Linked DNA regions of Mus musculus: regions 2, 3, 4, 5 and 6 are each linked to region 1. A link is a contact called in public HiCAR-type, HiChIP or PLAC-seq and promoter capture Hi-C data. All regions are on one chromosome and are shown on one strand. Each heading gives the region's core, a stretch centred on a gene start, on an enhancer-like site or on the middle of the called end of the contact. The rest is flanking DNA. Distances are from core to core; before and after follow the strand shown.

The links. Promoter capture Hi-C pulls out the DNA fragments that hold promoters and counts their contacts. HiCAR-type assays count read pairs that join an accessible place to other places. HiChIP or PLAC-seq counts read pairs in DNA pulled down with a chosen protein or histone mark.
Region 2: a contact with region 1 is called in a promoter capture Hi-C map of pre-B cells, with 4 times the contacts expected there. The contact joins the promoter of Ing4 here to the promoter of M6pr in region 1. A contact is called at or near these places in 2 of 39 promoter capture datasets (neutrophils and pre-B cells).
Region 3: a HiCAR-type map of astrocytes shows a contact between it and region 1, with 5 times the contacts expected there. The contact joins the promoter of Cdca3 here to the promoter of M6pr in region 1. A contact is called at or near these places in 3 of 39 promoter capture datasets (liver, pre-B cells and second pharyngeal arch cranial neural crest) and 1 of 115 datasets of contacts at active chromatin or transcription factors (astrocytes).
Region 4: a promoter capture Hi-C map of pre-B cells shows a contact between it and region 1, with 4 times the contacts expected there. The contact joins the promoter of Atn1 here to the promoter of M6pr in region 1. A contact is called at or near these places in 1 of 39 promoter capture datasets (pre-B cells) and 1 of 115 datasets of contacts at active chromatin or transcription factors (astrocytes).
Region 5: a contact with region 1 is called in an H3K27ac HiChIP or PLAC-seq map of bone marrow-derived dendritic cells, with 5 times the contacts expected there. The contact joins the promoter of Lpcat3 here to the promoter of M6pr in region 1. A contact is called at or near these places in 2 of 115 datasets of contacts at active chromatin or transcription factors (astrocytes and bone marrow-derived dendritic cells) and 1 of 9 other capture datasets (liver).
Region 6: a promoter capture Hi-C map of pre-B cells shows a contact between it and region 1, with 8 times the contacts expected there. The contact joins the promoter of Pex5 here to the promoter of M6pr in region 1. A contact is called at or near these places in 4 of 39 promoter capture datasets (cranial neural crest, hippocampal neurons, pre-B cells and 1 more), 4 of 484 Hi-C or Micro-C datasets (B cells, CD8 T cells, cerebellum and 1 more), 1 of 115 datasets of contacts at active chromatin or transcription factors (astrocytes) and 2 of 9 other capture datasets (adipose tissue and liver).

The regions. Positions count from the first base shown.
Region 1 is chr6:122,306,716-122,310,576 of GRCm38.p6, forward strand. It overlaps M6pr (mannose-6-phosphate receptor, cation dependent), which reads left to right and starts at 2,005. Exons shown (of 7, transcript NM_010749.7): 1 at 2,005-2,451.
Region 2 is chr6:125,037,689-125,041,549 of GRCm38.p6, forward strand. Ing4 (inhibitor of growth family, member 4) reads left to right here and starts at 2,160. Exons shown (of 8, transcript NM_133345.2): 1 at 2,160-2,209. The coding sequence starts at 2,173. The region is part of intron 1 of 4930557K07Rik (RIKEN cDNA 4930557K07 gene); the gene reads right to left. Zfp384 (zinc finger protein 384) reads left to right here. Exons shown (of 12, transcript NM_001372420.1): 12 at 1-181.
Region 3 is chr6:124,827,956-124,831,816 of GRCm38.p6, forward strand. Cdca3 (cell division cycle associated 3) reads left to right here and starts at 2,221. Exons shown (of 6, transcript NM_013538.5): 1 at 2,221-2,318; 2 at 2,548-2,695; 3 at 3,407-3,533. The coding sequence starts at 2,576. It overlaps Usp5 (ubiquitin specific peptidase 5 (isopeptidase T)), which reads right to left and starts at 1,529. Exons shown (of 20, transcript NM_001326594.1): 1 at 1,330-1,529. The coding sequence starts at 1,440.
Region 4 is chr6:124,754,410-124,758,270 of GRCm38.p6, forward strand. Atn1 (atrophin 1) reads right to left here and starts at 2,078. Exons shown (of 10, transcript NM_007881.4): 1 at 1,887-2,078.
Region 5 is chr6:124,661,167-124,665,027 of GRCm38.p6, forward strand. It overlaps Lpcat3 (lysophosphatidylcholine acyltransferase 3), which reads left to right and starts at 1,938. Exons shown (of 13, transcript NM_145130.2): 1 at 1,938-2,193. The coding sequence starts at 2,043.
Region 6 is chr6:124,413,352-124,417,212 of GRCm38.p6, forward strand. It overlaps Pex5 (peroxisomal biogenesis factor 5), which reads right to left and starts at 1,716. Exons shown (of 16, transcript NM_001277805.1): 1 at 1,622-1,716; 2 at 936-1,099; 3 at 656-691; 4 at 218-350; 5 at 1-49. The coding sequence starts at 1,082. It overlaps D830015G05Rik (a long non-coding RNA gene), which reads left to right and starts at 1,721. Exons shown (of 4, transcript XR_378022.4): 1 at 1,721-2,540.

The DNA.
Region 1 (3,861 bases), core at 755-3,254:
TCGCAATGGCCAGCATAGCAAGACATCCATAAAGGTACAGTAGATGTCCCTCATATGTTGGTGGTAACCAGCGGCTGTCTGGTTGGACTTAAGGCCCACTCAGCAGGAGGAAAATTATACCTGGTACTAGAAATCTAACTTCCCAGGGCTGGTAGGATCTTAGAAGAAAATGTACTACCAATTTGCAAGGTCAGCATAATTCCTAACTGCATTCGAAATCATATCCTTAGGCCCACAGATAAGTGTAATTTCACCATATATCAAATAAGCATTTGTTTACAGCAAATGGAGACCATTGTAGCTGGTCTTTGCGACTTTGTGGGTTCTTCTTTCCTCCACCCTTCTCTCCCTCTCTTCCACTCCTTCAACATCCTAATATAGATAGGAGGGAAAAAAAGGATAGAGGGGAGAGAGGAAAGGAATGAGATCTCTGAAATCTAATTTCCCTTCTTGTTTCTTCTTTGAGCACAACTACTAACAAACCGTAACCACCACCACCACCCCCAATGATCAACAACCACCCCTGCCTCTCTGCACATACCCTCTGAAAAGTTCTCAGAATTCCAAATACCACCACAGAAACTATCAAACATATTTGCCTTGTGCTCTAGCAGGGACTAGCAAAAACCACGTCCCCTGTCAGAGCACAAGGCAAATATCATAGCCAGCTGTTGTGGACAATCTGAAGCAGCCCCAAATCCCACACCTGGGATCAAAATGGAAATATGTTCTTAAAATTGTTTTCTGTGTTAAAGAAGCCAAAATTCCAAAATTCTCACTACAGACCATCACAGAAAACCATGACAGGACACGGTGCAGAGATCAGCAGGTGGTGAGGGGCCTAGCCACAGTGGCTACCTCTACATCACAGCTCCTGCATCTATGACTCAGGACACATAAAAAAAGAGGGGGGCTGGAAAAACCGTAAGAGCTGCAATACCAGGATGTCTGGTGTGAAACAGTCTCATAGAAATGGTGGCAAAAACAAGATCTAAACAATGGCGATATCAATATGCTAACAGAGAAGTGAGGCTATGCCATACAAAGTGATCATCCTTGAAATCATGTACATACAAACATAAACAGATTCAGCAGGTTGTAGTGTATCTATGCAAATATTTGTAACTATAACAATTAAAGAAGATGAGACCATCAGTCTGAGTGGGGGACATGGGGAGAGCTGGGTGAAGGGGCCTTCGAAAGAAATGGAAGAAGGAAAAAGTCAGAAGAAGGGGAAGTAATTATACTTTAATTAAAATGTATTAAAACTTTTAAGTTAACTTTTTTAAAAAGTATAGGACACTACGGTGTTAGCAGTTTAAGCACAGTTCTACCTCTGACATGAATCCCTATCTAAGCAGAGTGAGGGAGGTGCATGCAAAAGCACGTGAGAGTAAAAGGGGCATGAGCAGCTAAAGCCAAAAGAAACTTCAGAGGAAGAAATGAGTAACCTGGAGAGCGAATCCAGGAAGCCGCAATTGTTTCAAACCAAGCTCTAAGAACAACTAGGGCTTGAGAAGTGGATAATAAATCCAAGGAGTCTTCAAATGACCTTACCAAAGGCACAAAGACACGGGTCCCCCCAAACTGAAGTACAGGCTAGAGGGCCGGCACACATAGGGCAGGCGCCTTTGATATATGCCTTTGACAGTATGCTTATCTAGCAAGATGCCACAATAGGAAAATTCATTGCCCAGGTAACAGTAACAATAGTTATGTCCCGAAAGAATTAGAAAATTCTGAACAAAGAAAATCAAGACAGGCAGGACCTATAACATTCCACTGTCTGGGTAGCAGAGTCAACTGCAAACCAGAAGCGAGCCCAGCCGACTGATGGCTAAACAGCGCCTCACAGAGGCCACCAAGGTAGCAGAAGAGTCCTAGAAACTACAACTCCCAGAGAGCTTCGGGCGAGGGAACTACAACTCCCAGCAAGCCCAAGGAGCGACACTCTTTGTAGTTCCACAGATCGCCCTCACGTACTGTCTTCAGACCTATTGGGACACCTGGCGCATGACCCCGCGTGGATGAGGAGCGCCCGCCCAGAGTCCCTGGAGGCGGAGCTCGAACCTCATTGGTAGAAAGGCGACCCGAAAAGAAGAAACTGATCTTGACAATCTCCGAGTGATTGGAGTTGATGGGACCGGGGAACAGCGAACTAGGCTGCTGACCAATCAGCGTCCAAAAGAGAGACCAGGGAACCAAGGTTCTGCGGTCACACGCCGCGGAGTCTAGTGGGAGGAGCAGTTGCTCAGCAGGCTCTCGCTGCTTCCTGTTTCCGGCTTCTGGAGCGGGGCGCATTGAGGCGCCTAGGGAAGCGCTGGCTTCAGAGAGGAATCGAGGGACTGGGGTCTGCGCCCCCGCACCCCTGATCTCCGGACGCGTCTTCCAACCTCAGAGACACATTCTTGGGGGCTTCTGAGCCGCGGTTGCTCTGTTTTCCCGTGACACGTGAGTGTTGGGGGCGTGGAGGAAGCGGGCTGGGGTCCTCGCACACCTCTGTACTGAAGGAGGTGCGGACCAGGACTCTCGCTTGGCCGTGGTTCTGGCTGGAGATCCTGCTAGGGAGCCCTAGGGAGGACTTGAGGCAAAAGGCATGAGAACGGAGAACGCCAGACTTCTAGGAGTGAGGAAGAGGAGTTCCAAGATCAGAGAGGGATTTGAGATGTTTTGAAGGTTGGAAAAGGAAAGTGCTCATGTGTGAAGTGTTAACTGGATTCTTGTAGAGAGAATTTTGACCTGTATCGTGGGAGTAAAGTGGCGTCATGGCGTCATTTGGGGGTAAGGTATGACTTTGAGTAGATAGAAGGCGAGAATTTCCAGACTCCTGGAAGAAGTTCGAGGAAGGTCTGTTAGCATGGTGTGGAAAAGAGTGACAAGAGTGTCTTGTGTTTCTGTGGAGACTTTGAAGCACAGAACTACCTCCTTGGGGCACTTTAAACATTGGGCCTTTCTGCCAGTTGAGACTGATCTTAAACGTGTTGGCTGCAATGAACCAGGAGGAAGAAAATAAAGCCCTCCATTAGAAAATGGAAAACGGCCATGAGTGGAAAAATGCGTGCAGGGCTGAATGAGGTCAGCAGTTTCCCAACCCCTAACTTAGTCACTCGGCGTCCTATAGAGAATGTTTCAGCATTGCCACTAGATCTGTCTCTATAGAATAAGAAAGGGGAATTCTCAAGAGCCTAAGATCCTGTTTTACAGCGTCTGAGAGTTATAAGTGCTTGCACTCTGGGGATCTCTTTGGACCATGCTAAATAGGAACTGCCCAGCTTTCAGTTTTATCCTGCTCTCTATTTGGGCCTGTATTTATCAGAAGTTTGACCACAAATGCCTTCATGGCATTAAGTCATCCAGGTTGATTTAATATTTGTGTAGCCTAGGACAAGTAACTCAGTGAGCAACTCTAAGCGTCAGACCCCTCATCTTTTCTAGGCTGTGTAACTAACACAATGCAGGCATAGCATTTCAAACATACACCACACTGAATCAAGGAGAAGCAGCTCAAAATTAGACTCAAATCTTAAGCTGGGAGAAGTGTAAAGTTATTCTTCTACTAACTTTTTGAACGTTTAAGCAAATGACAAACAGTTCCACTCATCCAGTGCCTACCGTGGCTTGTTTTAATTTTTTCATCCTGTCCCAATTTTGTGAAATTCTTTGCCCTAATTTGGGAAGAGAAAGCAGCAACAGTTAACAAATGAGGAAATAACTTGGAGGCCAGAGTGCACAGCATTCATTCTGTGAGAGCATCCCTCCAGGATATGTCCTGGGGAGCAAGCGCCTCAGAGCCCAGAATGTTACTTTTTTTAAATTAAATCCTGAGAGAACTTGCAGAAAATGGCACCGAGTAGGTTAACA
Region 2 (3,861 bases), core at 910-3,409, 2.7 Mb after region 1:
CTCTGGCCATGGCATTTTAATTTTCTTTTGACTTTTAATTTTTTTAATCATGGGAGATTTCAGATAAAATAATCAGGAATTATACAGTTGTTATAAAGCAATTTAAAAATGAAAATCTTATGTACAAACTAAGGGGTGTTTTTAGACCATTGTATAGAAATAAATTCATGTTTAAGGATGAGAGGCAGTGAGCTACTGTGTAAGCTAGCGTGGGGAAGGCTATCTGGGGAGCTCTCCAGGCCAGCAGGAAGAATTTAGACTGGAGAGGGTGAAGAACAGATGCTAGGCTCATAAGCCACCGGATGTGTTATTCCGAAGCCATTGCCAGTTTAGGAACAGTTGTATACATGTCCTATCGTGGGACTGCCTACATATGTGAGACAAGGTTACATTTAACAAAACGGCTATATTCTTTCCCCTTTGCCACCCCCACACCGCAAAAAATAAAAAAAGCCAAGCCGTGGTGCACGACTTTGCTCAGGAGGGAGAGGTGGTTGGATCTCTAAGAGGCCAGCCTGGTCTAGTTTCAAGTTCTAAGACTGCCAGGACTACACAGAGATCTTTTGTCTCTTGCCAGGTATGGTAGGGGCACAGACATGTATGGCCTCTTGAAAGGAACCCCCAACCCCATATTATCCAAATTCTACTGGGCACTGTGTACGTATACATAGTGTCTCATTAGACTGCAGTGCAAAGGTTTCCAGTGATGGAAACTATAACCAGCTACTGGGTTTAAGATGGAAGAAAATGCCAAATGCAGTGAGCTTCCCATGATAATAATGGTTATCATGTTCACCTAAAATGGAAGACCATTGTGCTGGACAGAGCAGAACAAGAAACTTAAGAAACTTCTCACAGTCTACCATGAAAGGATTCGGCTAATTTCCCAAGACTGCTTCATGAAGATTAAATCCTTCATACAGTACTGAAAAGATTGGCAAATGTTCTCCTATCTGAGACCTAGCCAGCTGTCACTACTTGGTGATGTGGATAAAGAAGTCTCATTTAATTTGGGACTGGGCATCCAGGACAGTAGTACCTCAGTATTGTTGGTTAGCTGCCTGGTGCACTTTCCACTCACCAACTATGGAGAGTTTGACAAACCTGTTCTCATCACAAGGATTGCAATCAGCTCCTCCTTTGTGGGTGAACATCCATTTCCACTTTTGCGCAATGATAATGTCTGTTATTCTCATTGTATAGGAAAAAGCCGGCCGAGTCAGTTATCCGACAGCATGCTCTTAGATTAGAATGGAGTCCACATCCTGCTGTCCTGCTTTAGCAACTGCTCAGCAGGAAACTTGGGCTTATTGGGTATAAAAGAGCTCAAATTTTATCTTACAAGTATGGGGTCTAACTACTGTGAAGGGTATATCAACTTGAGGCGACACCTATCTGCTAGAATCTACCACCAATACTAAGAGGTTTGAGTTCTCTTTCCCTAAGAGCAGCAACCTGACAGGTTTTGACTAGGGTGAAGGCTGCTATCTAGCATATACTTTGATGACCCAGTCTTTTCAGTACATAAGTCCATTACAAAACACAAACATGGATCTCCATATCGCACGCCTTTAATCCCAGCATTAGTGAGGCAGAGGAAGGTCTCTTGGAGTTCGAGAACAGCGAGGGCTACACAAAGAAACTTGTAAGTGATGAGAGATGCAAAGGGTTAAATTTGCAAAGCCTGACAACTTCTGAAGAAAGCATCTGCCTCCGAGACTATTCTACTTAAGCTGGGACGTTGGTGGCCAGATTCATAATTAGAAAAGCAAAACAGCTCGATTCCCTACTTGTTGAAAGCGATTATTTGCAAAATATAACTACACATAATAGATTCCCCCATTTACCAAACATTCCTAGTTTTGGAGGGAAAAAAGTTTGCTAGAGAATGCAAAATGGCGACTTCGCGTGACGTCATGCCTGTCGCAGACACATATTGCCGCCTTATTAAGGGCGGAAGCCAGGCTAAATCAGCCTCGCTGTAGATGACCGTGAATAGGCGCAAAAAAAAAAAAAAAAAAGTTCAGTTTCCGGCGGATGTATCCGAGGCAGATAGTTTAGTAAGGGCGGAAGTTCAGGTACGGAAAAGGTGTAATCCAAGAATGGTTACAGCGCCTGTCGTGTATCAGTCACTTCCGGGGAAGATCGGAAGTTGCTTTGTTTTGCTTCAAGATGGCTGCTGGGATGTATTTGGAACATTATCTGGACAGTAAGAGCCAACTGGAGAAGGGGGTCATGGGCCATAGAGTGGTGTAGAGGGTCCAGGTTGACAGACTTCATGGCCCCGAGGTTCTGGTAGCCTGAAGATCACAGGAAAAGGGTTCCGTGGGAAGATTTATTCGAGGGGGAAGAGGGAGGGGGCGGGGCAGTGGGCTTAGAGGCCTCGCTCAAGATCTGGACGAGGGAAGGGCTGCTCCGTGGGATCAGGGCTGGGCTTTAAAGGGTTAGGGGTAGCAGGAAAGTAGTTGCTGACTCAGTTCTTGAGGGTAGATTTTTTTTCCCCCCTAAGTTGTGCAGCGTCGTTACTTACGCACTGCCATTTGGAGCAGCTGCAGATATTCGACCTAATTCCTTTAGTCATTTATATCTCAAAAGTTGCTCCTCATTAAGCTTGCTGGGTGGAATAGAGCGACCACTGAGTTGATCGCTGAAATGCTTTACTTTATGAGCAAAATCCAGTTCTCAAAAAATGAGGAATATGTCTGTCTGTCTGTCTCCTCGCCTCCCTGGTCTTCCCCCTCCCCCGTCGTGTGTGTGTGTATGTGTGTATAGAGACTGGGAAGTGAGAAATCGGCTGGGGATATATTAGACTTTTAGGCAACTCTTAACCTGGGCATCTTAAAATAGAGCATTGATTTTAATAAAAGAAAGTAACTGATCAAATAATGGTAGCAGTCCAAATCAGAAGTGCAGACCTGGTCTTAGAGAATGACAGAAAGTTTTAGATATTAAACATGGCACACCTTTAATCCCAGCACTTGGGAGGCAGAGGCGGGCGGATTTCTAAGTTCGTGGCCAGCCAGGTCTACAGTTTGTTCCAGGACAGCCAGAGCTACACAGAGAAGCCCTGTCTCAAAAACAAACAAACAAAAAAAGATATTGAACATGGCAAGATTGATTGAATGACTTTGCGATTGAGAGAGAAGGAAAATCCAAGGTGAATTCTGCTTGGAAAATAAACTATCTAATCAGCAGTGTAGGAGATTCTGGAGTAATAACAATACATTAGTCTTTGCCTTAGAAATAGGCATTCAATCTGACAGTGAGATTATTCAGGAAAAAACTTCAGACAGTAAAAAAGACACTGAGCTCAAGAAAGCAGCATTTAAAGGATAAGATGTAGTGGTTCACGCCTTTAATTCCAGCACTCGGGAGGCAGAGGCAGGCGGATTTCTGAGTTCAAGGCCAGTCTAGTCTACAAAGTGAGTTCCAGGACAGCCAAGGCTACACAGAGAAACCCTGTCTCGGGAGAAAAAAAAATGTCGATGCTGGCAATACCAGAAGGCCTCTGACCTAGTATTCACTGCTAGGAGGAAGTAAGTTACTTGAACGAGAAGGTGGTGCCGACTGCCTCGGGAAAGATGAGTCATCTGATTTGGTAATCTGTTGTGACTAGTAATCCTAGTGAACTGCTGTCACAGACTTAAGAAGCCCCCTCTTGTTTTGTCTTTTCAGACAGTGTCTGATTTAGCCCAGGTTGACCTTGAACTCCAGGCCCTCCTTCTATCTCCACAGTGCTATTGATTATAAGCACCAAGCCATATTCAGTACAAACATTTTTTTACATTTGAGTTCGACTTACAGAAACACAAGTTTGGGTAGCACATACCTTTAATCCCAGCACTTGGAAAGATCTCTGAG
Region 3 (3,861 bases), core at 971-3,470, 2.5 Mb after region 1:
GGAGAGACAAGAACAACTGTCTTGTCTTTAAGTGTAAACACTGACCCACTGATTTCTACCTTTCGTCCCTGGGAGGAAGGTGAGAACACTCAAGTAACTCTTCAGATGAAAATAAAAGGTGCTGGCTTCATCGCTGGTGGAAAACCGTGCCGGGCAATCATCCTTTACTTCTACTAAGGCCAACCTGAGAGAAGCAGAGCTTATCTGGGGCGCTGATCAAAGCCCAGCAAACCAAGCAAAGCACAAATCACAGGACTGGTCCTGAAGTGGGCATCACATTATGCTGCTATACTTGGCACTGGGGATGCATTAATGAAGCCTTTCCAGTCTGACTTGCAGTTTTCAGGCCATGAGCTGGTCTGGCTTAAAGCTCTGGGCAGGGCCCAACAACCGCTAGAGGGGAGGGGTGATGAAGGGGGCGGATCCCAACCAAACTGCGGCCCTTTCAGTTAGGGCCTGAAGGCTCCTCTCTGGCTGAAGATGACACAGGAAGGCAGAACTGCAGGAAGGGAGGTACAAGGTGGAGCCTGCAGAACGTGAAGCACGGTGTGGGTGGCGGCTTTGTCTAACTAGACAAGAGTGGGAGCAAGACGAGAAAGGGGCCTTAGCATCCTCCAAAGAAACCCTTTCTAAGGAATACTTGAGAGAGGGGTTGTCTCGGCAACCTGTGAAGGACGGAGGAATGGGAGGGGTCGCGGCTATAGTTCACTTCAAAGGAAAAAACGACTAGAACTCTCCATTGGGTATTTTTCCTCCTCCCTGACCAATGGCCCACCTCCTCATCCCCTGTCCAAATTAACCACTAGTGGAGGCTATTTAACTCAGTGTTTCTCTAAATCGGACTTCTTCACAGATTGGCATCCTCTTCCAGACTAGAAGCTGCAGGATACATACCTTCCCAATCTCAACCCTTGCCCTGAACAGCGGGGAGTCGCCCCTACTCCTCCCACATGAAACTACAAAACCCGGAGAGCCCTGCGCAACGTGCAAGGCCACATTCAAGGGTTTTTCTGGGAGTCGCCTGGGGGATGTAGTTCGCCGTACGGGTTACAATTCGAACTTAGAATAGGAACTAGGGACATGGCCAACTACAATGCCCATAATGCTTCACGAGACCAGGAGTGGGCAAGGCGAGAGCTGTAGCTTCCGGGAGTGGTAGTCATACTACAGCTACAGAGAATGAAAAGCAAAAGCAGAGAGGTATGGAGAAAACTACAAGTCCCAGGGTGCATCGCAAGGAGGCGGTAGCCCAAGGTTTGCAGGCCTGGCCGAATGACCAGGGCAATGGAAGGAAGTCGTGGTCGTCGCGGGCGTGGGGAATGGGCTTACCGGCGTGTCGAAAGAGAAAGCGCACTCGTCTTTATGGACCCGGTCTCCCGCCTTGGGGACACGGATCGTCGGTAACACTGACAGCAGCGCCTCTTCACTCAGCTCCGCCATGACACCGGCAGCAGCTCCTCCTCACACAGCAGCTCCCACTGTACCTAGTACCGCCCCCCTCCGTCTCTCGCATCCAATGAGCGCGACTCAGTGTGCGCATGCGCTAAAGGCAAGACGCGCGAGATCGGCAGTTGGACCCAGCCTGCCTCCTGGCGCTCCACCCTCTGCCCCCACTCAGCGAATACCAATAAAAAGCGCCGCGGGTACAACTGATGGCCGAAAGGACCAATCCTGCTCTCCCAGGGCAAGTGCTCATGTGGCGGTTCCAGGAGGGCTGGGAGTTGCAGGAGCTGTGATTCAAGGACTCTAGAATGCCTTACGTGCAGAGCAGAAACTGTGAATTGTTTAAACGCATTGATTACTGAAACTTTGCCAAGGACTCGTCCAATCAGAAAGCACTTGTCTTGGTATTTGAAAAGCAGTAGTCAATGAGGCGATTTTGAGAGATGCGTGATAACTCCGTCAACCAATAAGGATGGCTGTTTCGCTTTAGACAAACCATATTAACTCCGTCTCCAGCTGGCTTTGTGCATACAGTCTGATAACTCATTCTATTTTGTTTAATGAAACAGAAAGGCCGAGTGGCACCCATCAAGTCCACCGCTGTCAGGCTGATACTAAACAAAAGTCCCCAGCTCACGGAGCCACCACCGGAGGGCAAGCCAGTCCTCAGCCCATTGGCCAGTCCTCATGATAGACATCCTTCAGACCAATGGCTTTCTGCTCCGGAAGGCGCATTTTCCACAACTGGCCTATGAGAGTCTGCTTCGGCTTAGCCAATAGGGTCGGGGCAGGGGGCGTGGAGGGAAGTTTGAAACTCCGGGCTTTGGGAGTTATTTCTCTAGCTGGTGTTCGGGCAGAGGTCGAGCTGGGGCCCGGTAAGTAATGTGAATGAATTAGTGGTTAAATACGAAGGCTCCCGCAGACCTGACTGCTCTGTTAAAAATCTCCATTCGTTATCCTTGCAGAGTTCTCTGGGCTAGCGACCCGGAGGTTCCTCTGCTGGAAGCTGGGAAGATCGGGTGGGTATGGGGTCAGAGGTCCGACACGGAAGCAGTAAGCTCTGAGTCTCTTCTGACGGACGTCCCTTCCTCTGCATCTGCACAGCCGGGCCCCGTCCCCAGCCCCAGTGGAGATGGGTTCGACTCAGAGCGTCTCAGGCACTCCAGCACGGCCTCTGCCACGCAACAAGCAAGTGGCTCGAGTAGCAGACCCTCGTTCACCTAGTGCTGGCATCCAGCGCACTCCTATTCAGGTATACTGGGCTGGGCTGGGGAATGCAGGGAGGCTGTCTGGATGCGGGCCTCTGCCTAGCTTGTTTACATGAGCCCTCATTCCCACTGCCACTGGAACCCTACTTTCTCCATCCCTCCCCCTTTTATTATTTATTTTTGAGGCTCTAATATAATCTTGTCATATCTGCCTGTCCCTCCCTCCAAACCCTTCCGTATACCCCTCCTTGCTGTCTTTCAAATACATGATCTCTTTTTTCATTAGCTGACTTTCTGCCTTTTTTTTTTTTTTTTTTTTTTAAAGACGGGGTCTCACCATGTAGCCCTGTCACAATGGAGACCAGGTTGGCCTCAAACATATAGAGATCCTCCTGCCTCCCAAGTACTGAGATAAAAGGCATGTGCCATTACCGTGCCTGGCAACTTTCTGCATTCTTTAACCTGCACTGGGCAGTCGCAGGTCTGGCTAGAAATATGGGGAGGAGATAAAGGTCAGGGCCCAGACTTTTTTTTTTTTTTAAAGATTTATTTATTTATTTTGTATATGAGTACCCTGTTGCTGTCTTCAGACACACCAGAAGAGGGCATCAGATCCCATTACAGATGGTTGTGAACCACCATGTGGTTGCTGGGAATTGAACTCAGGACCTCTGGAAGAACAGCCAGTGCTCTTAACCGCTGAGCCATCTCTCCAGCCCAGGGCCCAGACTTATTCTAACCTGTGGTATTGACAGGTAGAGAGCTCTCCACAGCCAAGCCTACCAGCAGAACAGCTGAACGGTCTCAAACAGGCACAAGACCCAGATCCCCGCTCTCCTACTCTTGGCATTGCACGGACACCCATGAAGATCAGTGGTCCAGGCAAGTGATGGGCTCAGGGGGTGCCTGAAACTGACACCTATTCTAGGGTGCTTTCACCACCATTTTTGTTTTACTGGGTTGTTGTTGTTGTTGTTGTTGTTGTTTATTTATTTGGTTTTTTTTTGTCTGGGGTTTTAACCAAAGGTCTTAAGCATGCCAGGGTTTCTATCCTCCTGTATGGGACCTTTCTCACTTAAAAACATTTTCTAACACAGATTTGGGGGTGGGGGTGGAGGCCCACACCTGGCACAGTTCACATGTGAAGGTCAGAGGACAATTTGAGGGAGTCAGTTCTCCCCTTCTACGTGTAGCTTCTTGGCCTCCAACT
Region 4 (3,861 bases), core at 828-3,327, 2.4 Mb after region 1:
CCCCAAATCCATTCTAGACCTGCCACATTAACAATCAGGTGAAAATGACCAAGACATCCATAAAGCACAGAGGAGCAGATAATGCAGCCTGGTTAGAACCCAGGTCTGTTGCAGGAACTAGAGGCCATCTCATCACACCAAGAAGGTGAAGCGCAAAGACAAGAGAAGTGACTTGCCCAAGGTCACAGAGGGACATCGGTCTCCCAGCCCCCATTCCAGAGCATCCTGCTCTGCTCTAACCTCTCTCATAGCCATCGCCCCTGGGCCACCCTCACCCAGACAGGCATGGAGAGCTACGCTACATTTGTAGGTTCAGAAAAAAAGGCCAAAGATCAGTTGAATGAAAGGGTCACCCTGAGAACTGACAAAGAAGGAAGAGAGACCCAAAGAGGAATTCAAGGAGATAAAGTAGTTTAAAGAGTCAACCATTTATAAGACAATAAGAGTGGTAGAGGCCGACAGAAATTGCCCGCGGTGATGTAACTTGGTTGTTTTTTTTTTATTTTGTTTTTGGTTCTGGAGCTCAAACCCAGGGCCTATTGTATGCATGCTAGGAAATAACACTGCTACTGAGCTACCCCCAGCCCAAGACAATATAGTTTGAACAACAACATTTTCATCTTCGCACCATACCCAGGTAGAGGCTTGCAGGAATGACCTGCAAGCAACAGGGTTACTTGTTCCAATAGACTTCTGGAGGAGAAGGGATGCCTCCTTAGGAAACCCTACTTGGGGCAACACCAGAAACATCTCCCGGAGACCCACCAAGGACAAAGCTACAGGCTGAGAGAGGCCCAATCTACATACTGAATCCCCACCTATTGGACTTCCCACTGTCTCACTACCATGGCAACAAAATGGATAAAAAAAAAAAGTGCCCCCCAAGAGACCATCCCAGGGGTCCATCTGGCAGCCACTATTACCACCTTAGTTGCCAGAGCAACTCCAACCTTTCAGGAAAGGGAGCTTTAGGGTAACCTACCCCAGGCACAAAGAGATCTCTGAGATCAAGGCAGTAAGGAAGTCCTCCTATGGGACAGCCAATGCTCTGGGGGTGAGGGTGGAGGTCACAATTCCTTGGAATGCCTATATGATTGCCCAATCTTCTCTTCTTTCCCATCCTCCCAACCTTCCCAATTCTCCCTTCAGTATCCCTGCCTTTCTTATTCGTGTTAGGAGGACTCACACTACCAAGACTCAGTGCCCCCCCTTCACGAAGTAACTAGGTCTGGGATTAGGAAAACGGGGTCAGAGGTGACCAGGATTGGGGGAAAGAAAACTGAGTCACAAAAGATATGGCCTTCCCATTTCCACCCCAAAAAACGTCGGTCTTCTCAAAGCTGGGCCTCTCCCGGTTCATCTCCATTCCCCCCAGGTTCAATCCCCCGTCTCGGCAGCTACAACCCTCATTTTACCACCTACCACACCCCTTTCCCTGTTCCCAAGACCCGCAACCTGGAAACCCGGTGCTGGGCCTGTGGGGTTACTGGAGCCTTCACGCCCCACCTCGCTGCCATCTCTCCGATCCGTCCTGCCTTCTCCGCGAACCACCCGCACAGCATCCCCCGGTTTACCTCCGCCAAGTCTCCACCTCGGCGTTCCTCCCCTTTAGGCTCTGGTCCTGGCGACGCTCGGCCCCGTCAGCCCTCCTCCCAAAACCCTCCTCCCCCCACCTCCCGAGCTCGCGACTCCCAGGCCCGCGTCCCTCCTCCGGGCGGCCCCACCCCCTGAGTCCCCAGCCTCGGGCCCGGTCGTGCCCGCAATGAGGGAACGCGACCGGGAAAATAACAAATGGAGGCGGCGGCGGGAGGGGGGACCGGGAGGGGTGGGGGCGGGGAGCCGCGGGCCGGAACGGGGCGGCCCGGGCCGGCGGCAGCGGACCTTACCTGCGAGCAGCTCGGGACGGCTGGCTGGCTGCGAGTGCGGTCGGGCTCCGGCGCCTCCCGGGGACGGCGGCGGCCACTCCCCGCCCCTCCTTACAGCGCGGCTTCAGTCGCTGCCGCGGCGGCGGCGGCGGCGGCCCCGGCCCCCCCGGAGGGCGGCCCCCATGCCCGGCTCCCCGCGCAGCCCCGATCGGCTTCTCGCGCTCCTCGCCCGCCCTCCCGCCCGGAACGCGCCGCCCGCGCCCGCCCCCGCCGCACCGCCCGCCTCCGCCCGCACTCGCGGTCCCGGCGAGGCCCGCGACCCCCGACCCTCCCGCCGCTGGTGCCGCGCGCCCCTAGCCCGCCCCGAGGCCTGCCACCCCGAAACGCGTCCTGGCCCGAGGCCCCGGTCGGGCGCGGGGCTGCGGGCGGACGGACAGGCTGGGCGGCGCGTCCGGCGACTCGCACAGGAAAGCGGACGGCGGAGGGAGGGCGCTCGGGAGAGGGGGATGGGAGCAGGGAGGAAGAGGGAGAAGGAGGGAGCGCGGAGGAACGGAGGAGAGAGAGGGGCCCGGAGGAGACGCGAGGGAGGGAGCGCGCGGCAGTCGGGGGGCGGAGGATCGGGGAAGGGGAGGCGCCGGGCGAGTTGGCCGAAGCCGGCCGGGGCGCAGAGAGAGAGGGCCTCGCTGCGCAGAGCGTGGGGAGCTCGCGGGCCCCGCGCGGGAGAGGGCTGGGTGGGAGGGGCTGTGGACTGCGAAGGCAGACCTGGGGAGGCTGGAGAAGTTTGGGGACAAGAGGGGCTGTGGCAGGGGTGAAGTAGGTGGAGTTTGGGGAATTATGAAGTAGAGATTTGGATAATGGGACTGTATTGGAAAGATGGAGAGGAAGGGCCAGAAGTAGAGGCTGGAGGGGTTTAGGAGCTATTTTGGAGAGCCTACGATGGAAGTTTGTGGACCTGGGCGGGAAAGGATGAAGACGTACTAGGAGAATGGTGTTTCTGGAAGAGATAAGCGTTTAAGGCAGTGATTGGTGTTGAGAAGAATGCAAACCACAAGAATTTGGGAATGATGAAGGAAAGCTGGAGGCAAGTCCGGAGATCCCTCTGTGGGAGAGAAGGCATGAGAAGTCTCAGAAGAGGGGTGGAGGGCAGAGGATGCCTATTCTAGAGGGAGACTGGGGTGGGCTGGGTTGGTAAACATGAATGTGGGGACTTCCAATCGAACTAAGAACTATTTCCTTTGGCAAATAAAGTGGAGGAGAATGAATTAGAGAGGTCTGGAAGGAAACACAAGATAAATAGGGCTTTTGTGGCAACGTGGTGGGAGGGCCAGTGATGGGAAAAGAGAGGAGCTAGAGACGGAGGGAGAACCCTGGAGGAGTGACAGACTGGGGTCCAGGCCCTAGTGTGGAAGAGGTAACTAAGAGGTGGCACTTCACTTTTGGGCCCTTCATTTTCTCGAGGTTCCTGAACTAGACCTTCTCAAGTCTGAAGTCATTACTAGTAGCATCTTTGGTCATGGTCACAGAAGGGATGAAGTGGGGGATTAGGTGGAAAGGACCTACATACATTTTAGGGTGCCCAGGTTCCCCATAACAATTGTAATATGGAAGTAGTCCCCAGCACAGACTACAGCATGCTCCTCCCAACTCTTCTCCAGTCAGCGTGCCAGCCATGCCCAACCTACAGCCATGAAGTCAGCACCCCCATCACTCCAGTGGTGCCTTCTTCTGGGCTCCTTCTCTGGCCCCAAACCAGCAGCAACATCTCTCAGGACAAAGGACACTAGAGACAGGGTGATTTTTGGCAGCTGAAATTGGGAAGGCTAGAGAAAGGGAGGGAGGCAGGCTGGGAGCCCGGAAGAGCTGGAGCTGGAGTCTGGATTGGGAGCCCTTAGTAGTTCACCAGATTTGGAGGTGGGGGTAGAGAGCTTGTAGGGGGCCAGCCTAGCTCAGACCTAGTGGGTGGAGTGGGGGACACTGAGTGGGCAAACTGCCTTTG
Region 5 (3,861 bases), core at 688-3,187, 2.4 Mb after region 1:
CATCAGTCAAGTGATTGTCTAAGATCTTCAGTCTCACATGAAGAAGGGGATGACATCAGAAAGGGATACATTTGGCTCTCTGTGCAGGCCAGTGGTTCTCAACCTGTGGCTCTCAACCTCTCTAGCAACCCTCTATCTCCAAAAAATATTTGCATGATGATTCATAACAGTAGCAAAATTACAGTTATGAAGTAGTAACAAATATAATTTTAGGGTTGGAGGATCACTACAGCATGAGGAAGTATATTAAAGGGTTGCAGCATTAGGCTGAGAGCCACTGGTCTAGGTTATGCCTAGATTAGAAAATCTTAATCCAGGAAGGTTGTAGTCTGCACTTTTCAGGAAGAGTAAAGCAGTTCATATTTAAAAAGAATGGCAGTGCTGGCAGGCTGGCTCTGTGGTTAAGAGAGAATATTGCTCTTGCAGAGGGCCTGCATTCAATTCCCAGCACCCATATCACACCATTCACAATTTCCTGTAACACCCAGACACCGGGGATAGGAAATCTTCATCTACACACCACCCACAGAGGCACAACCCTATTATTAAAAATAAAGCATTTTAAATTAAAATTTAATTAATTAAAATAATTGCGAGCCAGAGAGATAGCTCAGCGCGTTACAGCACTTGCCAGCACTGAGTTCAATCGTCAAAATCCACATGGCAAAAGACAGAGCAGTCTCCTGAAAGTTGTCTTCTGGCCTTCATGTGTGTTCTGTGGCAAAAACTAGCCCTTCCTCCAACATACCCCAATATATACACAAATAAATGTAAAAAAAAATGCCTTTAAGTATAAATAAAAGGACATATGAAAAGGCAGGAGACATAGCTCAGTGGTCCAATGCTTCCTTAGCACACGTAAAGCCTACGTTCAATTTCCCAGTAAAAAAAAAAAGGGGGGGGGGGGGCTGGAAAAAAGTATAAAATGCCATGGAAGTGTAAGCCATAGCTGAACTTTTTAGGACAAGAACTTGTGAACCCCTTTGTTACACACCCCATACACTGTCACTTTCCCTGGGGTCAATCAGTGGGAAGTGACACTGCATAGGAGGAAAGGGCTCCTATTTTGCTTCATGCCTCTAGTGCTTGAACTTTCATCAGGAACATACATTACTTAAGCCGTGACAAAACTAGCCTAACTGTTAATTAAAGCGGCAAGTGTTAAGTAGGCTCTTTTTAATATAAATAGGCAGATCCTAATTTCATTGCCTCCGGAGAGAAGGTCCGTTTTACTATAGAAAGGGAACTCTGCATAAGGACTAGGGTTGTAGCTCCGGCAGGAGAGCGTGCACGCGGCACCGGTTCGAGTCCCAGTACTTGAACAACCGAAAAGGACCTGCATCGGGAAGAGCTACGTAGCATTAAAGGGTGTTCTTGGGCCCCTGGGCTCCCCCAGAGCCTTCAGGAAAGGGCTGGGAATGCAGGACCCTCGCTCTCCCCCCCTCCCCCGCCCCCGAGGAGACACCGTTAGGGGGCGCTCGTGGGGTGACAGCAGACATTCGCTCCGCTCCGTTACATGCCCCAGTAACCCCAGCGCCGGCGACCGAGAGTAACCTCGCGGTCTGGTGACGCCCCCGCCCCCCCCCGCCCCCCCCCCGCCCCGACTCTCGCCTGCTCCTGTCTCAACCAATGGGAAGGCAGCGAGCAAGCCGGCCGGACACCCGTCCGACCCACTCCTGCCCGGAGCCGTCCGGACCGAGTTGTACTGTCACCTCGCCTCGCGCTCCCGCCTGCTCCAATAGCAGCTGGGTCGCGATCGCAAGCCCCGCCCCGCCCCGCCGGCCCGGCCCGTTTCCCTTCCTCACGGGAGTCACCTTTGCCTTACAAACGCTCGGCCCCGCCCTCTTCCTACCTTGCTGCGCTCGGCCCCGCCCCCGGCTGGCTCGACCAATAATCGGGTGGGTCTAGAGGCTCTGGGCGGGCCCGCAGCCAATGCGCACGCCGTGGGCGGGCCCCCGGCCGGAATTGGGGGTGAAGCCACCGCGTTCTGCCCACATTCGGGGCGCGGAGCTGGGGGTCCCCGGGGGGCGCCCGCAGTTAAGATGGCGTCTACAGCGGACGGGGACATGGGAGAGACGCTGGAGCAGATGCGGGGGCTGTGGCCGGGTGTCGAGGATCTGAGCCTTAACAAGTTGGCGACGTCTCTGGGCGCGTCGGAACAGGCGCTGCGGCTCATCTTCTCCATCTTCCTGGGTAAGGACCCTCCTGCCTGCCTCTGCCCCCTCGTGGAGTCCCAAGGAAATGGGCAGAATGGGGTCTGGGGACAGGACCTGTCTGTCTGCCCCGAACCTGGGACCCAGGAGGGCTTGGGGGTGCGGGTCATCAAGCACACCAGCCAGCTATCGAAGGGAAGACAAGTCTGGTCTCAAGTCTGGGGGCCCGTACCCTCTGAACCTCTTCCCATTTTCTTTGGCCCATACTGTGCCCTTTGGCTCCTCAGTCACCTCCCGCCTTGTCATCGATATGCCGGACTGTGCCCTTGCGACCTATGTCTGTCTGTGGCTCTCAAGAGTTCGACTGTGGCCATGAGTACTACTTATTTGTTATTAACAGCTCCCATCATGCGCTCTCCTTACGAGAGGCATAGGCCCTCGAACTTAAGATATTTTAGCCCTACGGGCCTCCTCTGCCCGATTATTTCATACTATGTCTTCTCGGTCTATTTTGTGTATTGCCAACGTATAGTGTACTTTCATCTCTTTTCTGTCCACTTTCTAGTATTTTCTTGTACCATATTGCTTTCCCCCTTAGCCGCCCACCTGTCATTTACTCTGGAATACATTCTTACACTGGGCTTGGGAAACAGCACTATTAACAACCTTAAAAACTCCATGCTTGTTCCAAGGGACTATTATTCATATGGTTCAAAGGATGTGATGTACCTGAATTTATGTCGCAACAAGCTGTGTTATATATTATATATATATTTTATAGTCTTTTAAAAACCGCACTCTTCGAGGTTTTTTAATACATGAGGTAACGTGGTATGATGGAAAAAGTGTGGACTTTGAAGTTAAAGGAGTCCCACTCTTTACCGTTTGTGAGTAGCAACCACTCTTGTCGCTACTCACAAACGGTAAGACCCCCCAGGCAAGCCATTTAACTGCTCCGCATCTAATTCTCTTATGAGATGAAGACAGCCGTGCTTAGCATTGGATCGCTGTAAAGTCCGGTAAGAATTCTTAGGTCAAGATCAGTGATCAGAGACTCGATTCAGTAGGTTTTTAAGTCCTTGGAACTTTTGGGGAAGGCTGCATAACTTTAACCTGAGAGAGGCGTAAGTAGAGGGTTAACTGTAGGAAGTTTGAGATAAATTGGGTGTGGTGACTTATGCCTTTGCGGCTCAGTGCCCTGGGACTAAGGCAAGAGAACTGTGAGTTTGAGCCTGGGCTAATGGTTTGAGACCCTATTTTTAAAAAGGGGGGGGGGAGGACTGGAGAGATGGCTCAGCAGGTAAGAGCACTGACTACTCTTCTGAAGGTCCTGAGTTCAAATTCCAGCAACCACATGGTGGCTCACAATCATCTGTGATGAGATCTGACACCCTCTTCTGGAGCGTACTTACATATAATAAATAAATAAATAAATAAATAAATAAATAAATAAATAAATAAATGGAAAAAGTTTGAGACAATTGGGCTGAGAAGAATAAATAAAAGAAAAAAAAAGTTGGAGACAATTGGGCTGGGAAGAGTTTAAATTCGAGAAAGAAATGTGGAAGTTATCCTGGAGTCAGCTGAGACATGGACACATAATCACCAGAGGGTGTGGATCCAATCTACAGGATGACTGGAACTTTAATCCATACTGAAACAACCTTGGCTAAAACCATTGTTATTTCATATCATACCAAGGTGATCT
Region 6 (3,861 bases), core at 466-2,965, 2.1 Mb after region 1:
AACTCCTGGGCCCAATTCTCAGACAAGGCCAAATCTGCCACACCAGGGGCTTAAAAGAGACAAGAGAAGACTAAGAAAAAAAGAAAACAGGTTCCTTCACACTCACTCATGGGCAACACCTCCTTTTTCTCCTCAGCATCTCAGTCCCCCGATGCCAGCAAAACCCAAGGATGGAAGCCCTCTGGCCTCTTCCCGTCTTACCAGGCCCTGAACCCACCTCTCTGAGGAGCCTGGCGAAAGTTTGACTGTTCAATCTCCTGCATCTCTGCCAGGAGGTCATCCATCTTGAAGGTCTGAGGGGCTCGGGATACAAGAGTTGCATTCTGGTCCTGCAGGAATTCTGACACCAACTATTACAGAGAGATGGTCGGATGAACATTAGGATCAGAGGGCCTCAGCCAGAGGCAGGGCCCACTGATGTTGGACAGAGAAACGAAAACTGGAGATAAATAAAGAAAAAAAAAAATCTATCTGTAAATTTGGAAACCAGAAAAATACCCCAAAAAGTAGACGAAAACATTGGCAGGCAATCTCATTTGGTAAAGAGAGTTCAAAGACTGAAGTATGAGTGGACTGATTTAAAAAAAAAAAAAAATCACCACAACCCCCCCCCCCAAAAAAAAAAAAAGACAGAAAAGAAACTTGCTCTGTTTACCTCGTCTTCAGTTCCTACTCCCAAAGGCTTGGAAACCTAAGATAAGAAGGAAAGAGACAATAGCAGGCTACAACCCAACTCTAACTCTACTGCTTAGGTGGCCTGAGGCAAGTCAAGAGCCTTCACAAAGCCTCAGCTTCTTTGTCTATAAAATAGTAGTCCTTGTCTGTGTAAAGCCGCACAAGGCTCACTCCAGTGTTACTGAATGGTGACTGCTATTACTTTAACACAGAGAAAGCAGCTGTCAGGTGGAAGAAATAGGCTCTCCTAGAACACTCACGGTCTCTGCTGCTGAGGCTCCCGGAGGCCAGGGGCCAGGCCTCAGTCCCTCCTGCCGAAGGGCCTTGTCCTGGGTGAAATGGGTGGCCAGCTTCATCAGCGGGTTGGCACCCCCACATTCGCCCTCCACCAGCTCCCGCATTGCCATGGTGACCAGCAGCTTCCCTGATGGACAGAAGATTAGAACTGTGGTCGGGAAGCCAGACTTTCCCAACGCACGCCTCAGGCCCTATCTAGAGCAGATGGGCCCACGACGGCTCCACAAGGGCCAGGCCCCCGGGGCCACCCCCCGAGGTGTGTCTGGAGTCCAAGAGGAGGCTGTGTCCTGCCTTCCCACTCGAAACGCTGCTTTCGGCTCGGGCTTCCCCTCCAGCGGACGGCAGCTCAGACACCACCCGCCAACAGCAGCTCTACAAAAGGGCCTGGACCCCTGGGGAGCACGGGGAGCGCATCATAAACACGGCTAGACCCGAACTCTAACCTGACGAGGGACAGCGGGGACGCCTTCCACCGTACACCGGGACCCACACCCCCGGTCAGGCGCCAGCTGCGGGTCCCGATCCCAGCTCGTGTCACCTGAGCCCCCTCCCCGGCCGCGCCCGTCCCCGCCCAGCGCCCCGCGCCCCCAGCCCCGTCGCCCCAGCCTCGACCCCGTCCCACGAGGCCACCGCAGCGGCGGGGACTTACGGGCCTCGACCCCGCGCCCCCAGGCTCCAATGCTCGCCGTCGCGGGCCGCACCGTCCGACCGGCCGAGGCACCCGGAGTGGGCTGGGGGAAGGGAGGGGGCGGGAGCAAGGGGGCGGGACTCGGCCTTAAAGGGGCCGGGACGGCGGCGCTGCGGCCCAGCTCAACGGAAACGGGTAAAGGGGCGGGGCCTCAAGCTTGCGCAGCGTGATGGGCGGAGCCGAGATCCTTAAAGGAGACAGTCCTGGACAGTTGGATTGGGGAAACCTGCAGTAGTCCCTAGAACGCCAGGATTTATTAGTGGAAAACTCAGAGGACTGGAGCTAGAAGAGGCCTCTCTGGCTTTGGAGAAAAACCAAGGTTTCAGGTTCCACGGTTCAGCTCTCTTTCCTGGTTCTCCTGCACCTCTAAATCGCCCAAACTGAGCCCGGGAGATTTCGGAGGTCAAATCTATGACCTGCTTCGGCCTCCTAGGCCTGACCCCCCTTCCAACAGACGCTCCTTCAGGACAGCGTCACAGCCTCCAAGGAGACAGGGGCCTGCCTCTACCATCTCTGCGTAATGAAGAAAATAGCTCCGGATGATGACAAATTCTGGTGACTAAAATAGGGTCCAACGCATTTTGAGACCTCAATCCTGTAATGGATGGGGAGAGTGCTGTGAGTCACTCCTCTCTCCTCTTTCCTACTGGTCAAGGTCACGATGGCCTGATTCCCTGCAGCTCCAAGTTGGGGAAACGTGGCAAGGAATACCTTTGATCAGGGAATATGAACCTAAGCCTCAGGCTCCACCATCTGCCAGAGAAATGGCTCGGGTGCCAGACCTCAAGGTCACACTGGAAAGCAAACCTTGATAGCTCACCTAGGTCCAAGACCGACGGACTCCTTGACGTCCTGAGAAGGGGAGGGGTTCAGAGTGCTGGTAGGTGGGCTAGGAGGAAACTGGTTCTAGAAAGGCCTGACGTACGTCCCAACCCGGGGTGCGGGAGAAGCAGGTAGTCTGTAGGTGGCGCCCTGGGGCAGGCTTGGTTCTTTGCTGCCCTGATGATTTCAAAGGTAGCCTTCCTCAGGGAACACAGGCAGTGTAAATTCGTCCCTGGGAAAATAGAAATTGCCCTTATAACTGCAGTGGTTGAACAAGGCAGAATATTGTGCAATGTTTCTGTCTTTAGTACACTGTCAGTATCTTTCAGAGGCCCTAACACACACACATACACCCATTCTCCTTGACCACAAATTTCATCCCTGTCCACTGTTTCCAGGCTGCCATTGTAAAGAAAAAAACACCTAGCAACGAATAAACTAAACCACACCAAGGAGGAAAGGATGCCATCTTGGAAGATGAATATGTTAAAACAGGAGAATCTCTGGAGAAAGCAGTGTTTAAGGAAAGCATATGATGGTTTGAATTTCTGGTCATGGGGAAATGGGAGAGCATCTCCCAGAAGCATTCAAAACGCATCACACACATAACCTCCTACTCTGCTAGGAGGTTAGTAACTGATTAGCAGGAATTTACCATGCCAAGATCTTGGGAGAATAATTGAGATAATAACCGATGCTTATGAAATGCATGTTAACCCCCAGGTGTTGCCTTAAGCACTTGGTGAGCATTAGCACTTTTAATCATAATCTTCATAATACTCCTATGAGAAAGCTATTACTAACCTCCTTTTACAAATAAGACTTGCACAAAAATCAAATAGCTAGGAAGTCAGAATCGATGCAAGCAGTTGGCAGCGTGGCTCAGTGGTAGAGGTGTTTATACACAGGCCTAAGGGCCTGAATTTAATCCCTTGGGCCCACAAAGTAGCAGAAAAGTTATTTCCCCTGAGAGTTGTGTACACACACACACCACACATACATCGTATACCGCACACAAATTTAAACAGTGCAAGCACCAGACACCTACAGCCCTGCATCCCAGACTTGGAGAAGTCTTCCTTGTAGACCTTAAAGACCTTTGATATAAGCCAAAGACTTCTTCACAATGCCTGGCCCACAGTCCCAGGGGAAAGGCTAAATTAAGTTATGTGGGTGCTTAATATTTATAATTAGCTCATTAAAGTTTTAAATATGAAACCATATCTTCTTCATCTAAGTTCAAAGTTAAAATCATATTTTACCCATAAAATAAGAAGTTATAAAATAAAGGTAAACATTCCTTAATATTTAGCCAATTCAAGAGGAATAGGCTGAAATCCTCTAATTTTCAGACCCAAGTTACATCACCACAGGCTTGA